2 separate regions of the Zea mays genome follow, and region 2 is linked to region 1. The links are chromatin contacts, called in public Hi-C maps. All regions are on one chromosome and are shown on one strand. Each heading gives the region's core, a stretch centred on a gene start, on an enhancer-like site or on the middle of the called end of the contact. The rest is flanking DNA. Distances are from core to core; before and after follow the strand shown.

Region 1 (5,107 bases), core at 1,861-4,360:
AGACGTTTTAAAATAATATAGCCCACAATCCGAATCCAGATCTTTATACTTTGCATGTTAATGTATTAGGTGAGGAATAACCTCTTAGAATGATGAACATATATAGGAGCATATTTTAAAAATCGTAGATACATACAATACGAACTTATAATCCTATACAACAATATGTAATCCACCCGGCCCGGCCTGCAGGTTCTCTTCTCTTTCCTTCCTGCTGTCAGTCTGTCACCAGGCAGTTAAAGCCGCACCGGTCCCGGACAGGTATAATTGGATTCTAGTTTCGTGCGAGATGATGCGCCTCTTGGGGCGTTCCAAACGGAGCTATTGACGATGACGTACGGCGACGGCGACGACGTGGGGGCGGGGGTAATTAACTGCAGCTCGCAATTGCGGTTGGCGGGAGCTAGCCATGGCCCAACGCCACCCATCGGGAAGAAGCCAGACCCGCAGTTATTGGGGCGAGCGAGAGCTGTGCCGGGGCCACCGGCCATGTTCCAAGACAAGCGAAGCAGAGCTAGCTGTACTGGCGGCCCCTCTGCTGCCTGTCTCCAGCCCTGATCTATCTCCATCTCTTCCCCCTTCCCTTAATTCCTTCCAACCCTCACCATCAGCAAGTCTCCGGGTTGTTTGATTTGCTCACTAGTCACTACGCATGGTACTACCGTACTACTCACGGCTTGAAGATTGAAGGAGTACATACTGCGAGCGACTGGAGACAGCAGTGTCAACAGTGCAGGCTAGCATAGGTATACTGTTGGTAAGGAGGAGTGAATAGCAGCAGGGCAGCACTGTTATTCATCACATGAGCTGAGCTGGAAATAAAATCGCACGGGCCGGCCGGGTGCTTCTTCACGTGCGACGGGGGTGCATTATCCATGGCGCCAACCTGTTGCCGCTGGCAACCAGCTCGGGCTTGTCGCGCAACTGTACACAAACGTCTACGATGTGGTGCCATGCTGCCATGACATACAACAAACGCTTGCGGGCACATCAAAACGACTCATCATCATCACACGTCGGCCAATGCATCATTTGAACTCTAGACTTCCATCGTAGAGAAATTTGTCAATAGCTCAGTGTGTGAAATGCTAAAACATTTCAATGCCAACGCGCCTTATTATTTTTTTTTGCAATTTTGTTAGAGATCATATGTTAGTATGCATTTTTCTCCTAAGACCATCTCTAGCAGCTTACCCATACATATACTCATATTCAAACTATACTCTACAAACAATATAATCTATAATGCAAAACAGTATAAAAAGTGTTTTTATCATATGAGTGAACTACTGGACCTTACACCTATATAGTCACTAAAAACACCGTTTTGCATCGTTTTATATTATAGATTACACTGTTTATATAGTGTAGTTTGAATATAGGTATATGTATAGGTAAACTGCTGGAGATGGTCTAAGTGCATGCTTTTTAGAGCGGTAGCTTTGGGGGGGTCTTGGTTTGAAAGCAAAAACTTTCTGGTTTTTTTTGGCTTCTATAGTACTAGTTGTTGTCGTTTTGTAGTAAATTTTTAGCTTCTCAGCGTATTAAAAATCAGAGAGGCTTCACTCAGCATAGCTTTTAGTTTGTTTTTCTCGGAAGTCAGCATTTTAACTTTTCAAACGGCAATTCAATGTTGGGGCTGCTTGTTTCATCTTTCGCTCCGGATTAAAACTAATTATTTGGACTGTTATAGTTGTAATTTATAGAGATAAAACACTATAAAAACAGTAGAAGTTGGTATATTATAAAACAGAAACAAACAAGCCCTAAATTAAATTTATCTACTCGATCTATCTTTATTTTTTTGAAAAGATATATTAACATATACTCTCTCTCCGTCCCTGTGTGTGTATATATATTATATAGGATTTGCCGGAAAGATAGAATGTTACTTCTGCAATAGAGAGTATTAAAACTAGACGGTCTTCTCTTCTTTATCTCTTCTATTATATGAAACACCAGTTTCCACGGTTCAACGATTATCGTGTCCCCCACATTTAAACGATATATATAGTCGATAAAGTTTTGCATCTTTCGAACAACCTTAGGGTCTTTTTGGTTGGACTGTGTCTATGAAAAAAATTAATATGGGCTGTTAAAAAACTAAAAACAATTTGACGAAAACTATTAAAAGTCGCTATTTTTTAATATATATTTTCACAGTTTCATCTGAAAAGCTACTAAAAACAGGTATAGAGGTGCTTTCAATTTTGCACTGCAAGAAAAGTCGACTATTAGGAAAAGCTGTTTTTTGGATCGAACCCTTTAATTTAACTTTTGGCTTTTAAGGTGCAAAAGCTAGAGCCAAAAGTAAAACCAAAGAGACTCTAAGGCTATCTGTAGCAGTTTTCTCTAAATTTGTCCGTATATACCACATGCAGCCACATCATATAGATTCCACCCCTACGTTTTCCTTCCCGTATAGGTTTTTTTTTTAAATTCTCTTCCTACACTCCACTATAACCTAAAATATTATTTTTCATACCTATCTGTGATCCAACGTCATTTTTTTCTACAACTAACAATTAATACGTGCGTACCAACTTCGAGACAAAGAGGACCGACAAAATCACGCAACCCTTGAACTGTAGCAAGGAGGGGCGCTTGTAGCGCACAGCGCTGCGGAGGGGTGAGGGTCACTCTATACGTCTACAGGAGTAAGGGAGGGTGACACTCGCGGCGAGCGCTGCGGACAGCCTAACACACAATAATCACCATGGGTTGGTAAGCAGTATAGAGGAAGGAAATGAAAGATTATTGTTAAATGAGCCCACGAACAGGCCCAGAACAACCATGCCCGGAGAGTCTCACTTGAGTCTGAAGTCTGAACTGGAAAATGAAAAGCCGGTGCACGGCTTCCCCATTTCCTTCCCTCCCTTTCTTGTGAACCTGTCGCCGTCAGCTTCCAGGTCTCCGCTAAAAACCCCCGAGGATTAGAGGCGCAAAGCAGAGAGAGAAAGCCCGGGGGCGACTGATCGAAGGAGAAAGCGGCCTATGACCATAAATGCGAACGAGTCGGTGGATCCACCCCCTCCTTCCCCAGTCCGCCATTACCACCGCCTGCCAGTACGCCCTCCTTAAATGGCCGCACTGCCGCGCCACACACCGGGCGGAAAGGCGCGGGCAGCGGCAGCTAGGGTTTGGTGTGGCGGGGGAGACCGATCGGGGGCGAGATGTGGGCGGCGGAGGCGGCGTTCTCGCGCTCCGGGTCGTGGCGGGAGGCGGAGGACGAGCGGGAGGCGCTGCGGTGGGCCGCGCTGCAGCGGCTGCCCACCGTCACCCGCGCGCGACGGGGCCTGCTCAGGTCCCCGGCTCCCGACGGGGCCGCGGCCGTCGAGGGCGACGACGTGCTCTGCGAGGTCGACGTCGCCGGGCTCTCCTCCGGGGACCGCACCGCGCTCGTCGACCGCCTCGTCGCCGACTCTGGCGACTCCGAGCACTTCTTCCGACGCATACGCAGCCGCTTCGACGCGTGAGTAGTTACACTCCTGCATTTTAATTTGCTCCCTCGTCATCATGCTTTGCCCTGTGTCGTTGTCTCCCCGCCCCAGTTCAAAAATAATGTCTCGACCTCGTCGTCTCCCCCACACCACTCCGCCGCCTCCGCGCGCGCGGACGAGCTTGCGCGCTTCGTCCGTTGTTGTGCAGCCAGGGTGACCCACGCGGCGTTGCATGACATGTGGGCCCAAGCGGCTCATCCGCGGACCGCGGGGTTTGGAAAATTGGCAAGTGGCAACCGCTGCATGGCAGGTGCTAGTGCTACCGCGGAAAGGCTACGCGGTTAGGGAGGCTGACTAGTGGCGCCAGTAGGTGTTTGTACGGTTCCGTCCTTCTGGTTCAGTGTGTCGAGTCTAGTTTCCGGCTTTCCGCCGTCATCTCGTCGTACTCACACGTCCCAGTCGCCGCGGAGATTGGCGCCTCGAAGTTTTCTTCTCCAGATGGGCTATTCAGAAGCTTCCAGGCCTCCACGGCATGGCCCATGGACGTGCAGGCCATGATTGGGCCTCCGGGTGCGGATGCGAAAGCAGGAGCCAGAGCGCCAGCAGTAGCAGGCGGCGTGAAGAGCATCAGATCGCCTGTTGGCAGCAGCGCTAGTAGATTTTGCTCGTGCGTACTCGTACGACGAGCTACGTACGTGTCCGCTTCTGTCAAATAATTTGCTTCCTTCGGAAGCACATGCTAAAATTTGTATCGAGGCATCACAGAGCTATACTGATCTTGCTTTTGGGCTCTGAAACTCTGTTGATTTTCCCGTCTCCTCGCTCCTGCAGAGTGCAGATAGAGTTCCCCAAGATCGAAGTGAGGTATGAGGATGTGACAGTGGACGCTTACGTGCATGTTGGGAGCAGGGCTCTACCGACCATCCCGAACTTCATATGCAACATGACAGAGGTTGGCCCAAAGATCTTAACTGCAATTTTTTTCGTCAATATACGTTTTTCATCATATCGGTTGTTCTAAACTTGATCTCCATGTGAAAGTGACGTTTAAACAAGTTTTCCACGGCAGTGGAAGAATTACCGCATCAGTTTTACTCTTGTAGAATTCAGATCCTGACATGCTTATCTTGTTATTTTTAATAGGCTTTTCTGAGGCATCTGAGGATCTATCGAGGAGGAAGAGTTAAACTGCCGATTTTGGACAACATCAGTGGGGTAATTCGCCCATCAAGGTGCATATGGAAACTCTGTCTCCCCCATAAAGAATTCTAGGAAGATTGCATATCAGGGGGCTGTTTGGATCTGTTCGTTGTAGAGGAATTAGAATATCCTTAACAGAGTAGTCTATTTGACTTGGAATTTAACATTTCACTACTTTTCAAAGTTTAGATATAGACTCAAGTTTCTAGGGTAGGGAATAGAAATAGATTTTATGTATCATGTATTTCTACTCCACACTTATAATACACTGGCCCTCTATTTCTCCCATATATAACCAATAATAATATACAAATATATTCCGTATAAAACCTTATTAGCTTAATTAATTAGTGCCTAAATTAGGATTATTAGAATGAAATTTAATTCAAAGGATCCAAATGGCGCCTCATTGGTTTTTATGGGACACCAAATTAAGCTTGCACATGCATTGGTTCGTGCTGCAGAAT
Region 2 (4,994 bases), core at 800-3,299, 420 kb after region 1:
GGGGTAGAACCGAACAAGCCCTTATGTGTGTGTGTGGTGGTGGGGTGTGGGGTTATACTCTCTTTTTTCTCGAAAACGGAGAAGGCAGTTAGTTTCAAGTAGATCTCAGTTTATTTGTCCTTACTCAACCTTTCTAGTTTCCTGTCTGAGAAGCTGAGGCTGCGATGCATGCTGCTTCAAAATTCCTCTTTGCTATCTGGTCTGTTAATTTGATTTTCTCGCTCTCCCCCCCTACATATGTTCACTTTCTTCTTCGATCACCTTTTTCCATGTAGATATATCACACGTATTATTGTATATACCATACAATCTTGACTTCTTGAGGTCTCATATATTAGCTACGCTGGGATCATTTTAATGTTCTATTACGTCTTTGATGTTGACGGTTTGGATCAGAGCTCTGGCTTCTCTTTCTTTCTTTCTTCCTTTTTTTTTTGCTAAGCTAAACCCGTTTGGAAGAAACGTCTTGGCGAAAACGGCTTCGATTGTACAAGCCATTTATAAATGTCCAGTTGGTGCGGCTCCGTGACAATAGCCCTTGACCCTTGTGCCAAAGAGGCCCGCGTCGTGTTGGACACAAAGATAAGCAATTTGGGAACAGCCAAGAAGTACAGGTTTCGAAAGACAGTGGGAGCACAAGCAAACAAGGAACTGCAATAGATCTAGATTCATCAGAACATAGGCTGTTCTCTTACTGCTACAGCATCTGCAGTCCATAAAGATAAAACATTCAATAGAATTCGGTACGGATTAAAACTAAACGGACAGGCTGACCGATGAATCTAGATATCATATTCACTGTTTCGATGAAGCTTGTCAAAGAAGTACTCTTAGAGTTAGAGAAAACTAACCAGTAGCCTAGCCATGGCGCGCTCGCCCCCAACCCCAGCAACGCCACAGTGCGCTCGCCCTAGCTCCGACCGACCGACCGCACGCTCATCACTAGAAGAGAGTGAATGACAAAGACTGATATGTGGGGCCCTATTTGAAGAATAAAACAGTCTGTTCCAACTAAAATGTCATTTTCATGGATCTGAAGCTAACTGATTCCTTGGTTGATCCACGGTCGATCTTGGATGGACTAATGGAGCTGCTCAATAGTGAAATCTTAGATCCAGATCTTTTCCCCTCCCTTCATGCAAATATGTAGCACAGCACTTGTTCACATGTCAAGATACCAGTGGCCGCCAACGAGTCCGTGATCAGCTGCGCCGTCAGATTCGACCGTCTGTGATGCACGCGGTTGTTGAGAGCTTTGACTACACGGGGGCAGCACGCCGACATGGCATTTCGAGCTTTTGACCATCGTCGTGTGCTGTGGCCATCGCACCATTGCAGCTGCCCAAAAGAAAAAACTGCAGGCGAACGGGAGGCAGGGAGATCCGTTTTCTTTCTTTGGTGCCGATACGCGGTTGCACACAGTCTGGAGCCTCCTCTTCATGTGAGATCATTAGCCTGTCCTTTCAAAACACAGGAATCGCTGAGGAATCAATTCACGTTGGAAACGAAATTTTCATTGGGTTTTTAAAATCACGATGAATGATGGATGGGGCAGGATCACATATACACGTGGTTACGTGGAGAATCTGTACACCTAGGGATGGGCACGCAGTTTGCCTCGTTTCTTTCTTTCCACCTTTGACAGGAGACGTGCGCTGTATTCATCCATGCAGCGACCGAGGGTCACTGCCTCGCTGCAATGCGGCCTTGCTCTCCTGCCAGACCAGACACTCAGAGAGATCAGAGAGTCCACACTCCACTGGGCGTCTGGGCTCCGAAGACGGCGACAACGGAGCTTCGCTCGGCGCGGACGTCAGCGCACCACCCTTCTAGAACACAACTTTGCCTTGCCCGCCATGCGTCCTCTCAGACCAACCAAATCTGCCGCAGTGCCATCTCTGTGCCCTCCTTGTGTGTGTGTACAATAAACACAGCATGGGTTCAGTCAAGTGACCACGATTCAGTGCGGAATTCTCCGGTTCTCCTCCTCACACAAGTGACGCACATTCCAACACAGAAATGCTGCACACTGTTCGTCTTCCGTCCTCACGCTCCTTATCGCGTCGTCCCGTCTCGGCCACTCCTCACTAGAACCCCCCCTCGTCGTCCACGCGTCACGTCGTCAGCCTCGATCTTGGCCGTGCAAACTTTGCACCGGTCGTATCGCGGCCGGTGTGTGGAGCTGGCATTGTTTTATAAGCCGCACGTACGCGCGCTCGTCATTTAAGCTATCGAGAGAAAGCAGAGAGAGAGAGAGAGAGAGAGAGGCAGGCTAGGTTAGGAAGACGCAGCCAATGGCGGGGCTTCACTTCGTGCTCGTGCCGCTACTGGCGCAGGGCCACATAATCCCGATGGTGGACCTGGCGCGCCTCCTCGCCGGCCGCGGCGCGCGCGTCAGCGTGGTCACCACGCCCGTCAACGCCGCGCGCAACGGGGCCGTCGTCGAGAGCGCGCGGCGAGCGGGGCTCGACGTCGAGCTGGCGGAGGTCGCGTTCCCCGGCCCGGGGCTCGGGCTGCCAGAAGGGATGGAGAACGTCGACATGGTGGTGGAAAAGGAGCACTTCATGCCATTCTTCCAGGCCACGTGGAAGATGGACGCGCCGCTGGAGGAGTACCTGCGGTCGCTGCCCCGGCGCCCGGACTGCGTCGTCGCCGACTCGTGCAACCCGTGGGCGGCGCGGGTGTGCGCCCGCCACGGCATCCCGCGCCTGGTGCTGCACTGCCCGTCCGCCTACTTCCTCCTCGCCACGCACTGCCTGTCCACGCACGGCGTGTACGGCCGCGTGGCCCACGAGCTGGAGCCGTTCGAGGTGCCGGGCTTCCCGGTGCGCGCGGCCGGGAACGTGGCCACGTTCCGCGGCTTCTTCCAGTGGCCGGGGATGGAAAGCTACGAGCGCGACGTGGCGGAGGCCGAGGCCACCGCCGACGGCCTGCTCATCAACACGTTCCGCGGCCTCGAGGGCGTCTTCGTCGACGGCTACGCGGCGGCGCTCGGAAGGAAGACGACGACGACGTGTTGGGCCGTCGGCCCGACGTGCGCCTCCTCCTCCGGTGGCCTGGACGCGGGCGCGACGGCCGCCCGCGGCAACCGCGCCGACGTCGACGTCGGCCTCGTCCTGTCGTGGCTCGACGCCCGGCCCGCGGCGTCCGTGCTGTACGTCAGCTTCGGCAGCCTCGCGCAGCTGTCGCTGAAGCAGACCGTCGAGCTCGCCCGGGGCCTCGAGGCGTCCGGGCGGCCGTTCGTCTGGGCCATCAAGGAGGCCAAGTCCAGCGCCGACGTGCGGGCGTGGCTGCTGGCCGAGCGGTTCGAGGAGCGCGTCCGGGACAGGGGCCTCCTCGTCCGCGGGTGGGCGCCGCAGGTGACCATCCTCTCGCACCCCGCGGTGGGCGGCTTCTTGTCGCACTGCGGGTGGAACGCCTCGCTGGAGGCCATCACCCACGGCGTGCCGGTGCTGACGTGGCCCAACTTCGCCGACCAGTTCTGCAGCGAGCGGCTGCTCGTCGACGTCCTCGGCGTCGGCGTCAGGTCCGGCGTCAAGCTGCCGCCCATGAGCCTTCCCGACGAGGCCGAGGGGGTGCAGGTGACGAGCGCCGACGTGGAGAAGGCGGTGGCCGAGCTGATGGGCGTGGGCGCCGACGGGACGGCGAGGAGGGCGAGGGCCAAGGAGCTCGCCGCAAAGGCCAAGGCAGCCATGGAGGAAGGCGGGTCGTCGTATGCCGACTTGGACGACATGTTGCGCCATGTTGCGGAGCTAAACATGAAGAAGAGCCACGAAGAGGGCACGGGCTTCAGCACTCTGCCGGAGCTTGGAACTGGAAGCAAGAACAATGACAACATAGGTGCCGGGGCTGCCTTGTCAGTACAGTCCTAAGTTGCATTGCACCATGCGCTTGCCTTCTTGGACGATGTTTAACACAAGTAGACCAGTGTACTTTCTCTATGTTTTTGTACACATAATACATGTAGTTAGTATTCATAACAACAACAACAACAACAATAATGATAATATATTATAAAAAAAACAGGTGAATTGATGTGTTGCTGTAAACCGAAACATTCATAGGGACTGCAGAGGATCTCAATCCGGGGGGAGGGGGCACGGGCCCTTGTTGTTCCCCCGGTTTCCGCCATTGTTGGTCAGTCAGCGTCAATATTTGATTCTTCGGCCCATGTATGCTGATAAATTGAGTCAATCAAGCAGCAGTGACCGCTGTGTAGCATATGATAGGCTTACGGAAGGTTCTAGATACAAGGAAACCCATACACAGGAGGTAGAACAAGCAAAAGAGGTAGATCGAGCGGATGCTCACCTCGAGCTCTTGCTCGCCGCCTCCGAGTTCAGGCTCAAATCATTTGGCTGCTACTCTTTTTGTACTTCACTTGGTAGCTTGCTTCCTTGAGTCGATCGAACCTGATGGTCCACCCCACCCCATGTATAGCCTAGCTTCATCCAGTGCACTAACCACTAGCTCAGTAGGTCCATATGACACCCTTCCCTCCTTGAAATTTGGCTTGTCCCCAAGCTGACTCAGGAGCCACAATTAGATATTGAACCGATGTCGAAAAACCCAATAGCATTGGGATATCGATCACCTGGATGATCTATCCCATGGAACTTGCAGTTTGCTTTTGATGCATGTTATTCTATTAGTAACATCTCTGCAGCTTGATGCTCGACTGAAGTTTCGGTATTTGAGTGAATCCACTTCAGAATGCTGGTGATAAGCTTCAGAAAAGAAAGAAAGAAAGAAAGAAAGAAAGAAAGAAAGAAAGAAAGAAAGAAAAAGAATGCCGATAAGCTGTTGGTCTGATGTAAATCGCAAAATCTTGACTTCAATAGAATTGACAATGGATATGCAGTGTCTCTGATCCTCGACAACAACAGCAAACTCACACTTGCACTTGACTTACTTTGGATTAACAGCTCTATCAAGGAAATGCCCGTCATTTAGAACCATATACGCAAAATTAGTAAGCGCCATACCACGCCTCT

The links. A called contact is a pair of places that touch in the nucleus more often than the background predicts.
Region 2: a contact with region 1 is called in a Hi-C map of bundle sheath, with 2.6 times the contacts expected there. The contact joins the promoter of LOC100281698 here to the promoter of LOC100384030 in region 1. A contact is called at or near these places in 2 of 25 Hi-C or Micro-C datasets (bundle sheath and tassel).

Annotation. Positions count from the first base shown.
Region 1 is chr3:10,259,725-10,264,831 of Zm-B73-REFERENCE-NAM-5.0, forward strand. LOC100384030 (glossy13) reads left to right here and starts at 3,111. Exons shown (of 24, transcript NM_001321723.1): 1 at 3,111-3,472; 2 at 4,272-4,392; 3 at 4,584-4,672; 4 at 5,105-5,107. The coding sequence starts at 3,174.
Region 2 is chr3:10,679,741-10,684,734 of Zm-B73-REFERENCE-NAM-5.0, forward strand. LOC100281698 (cytokinin-O-glucosyltransferase 3) reads left to right here and starts at 2,050. Exons shown (of 1, transcript NM_001154618.2): 1 at 2,050-4,015. The coding sequence starts at 2,295. The coding sequence ends at 3,872.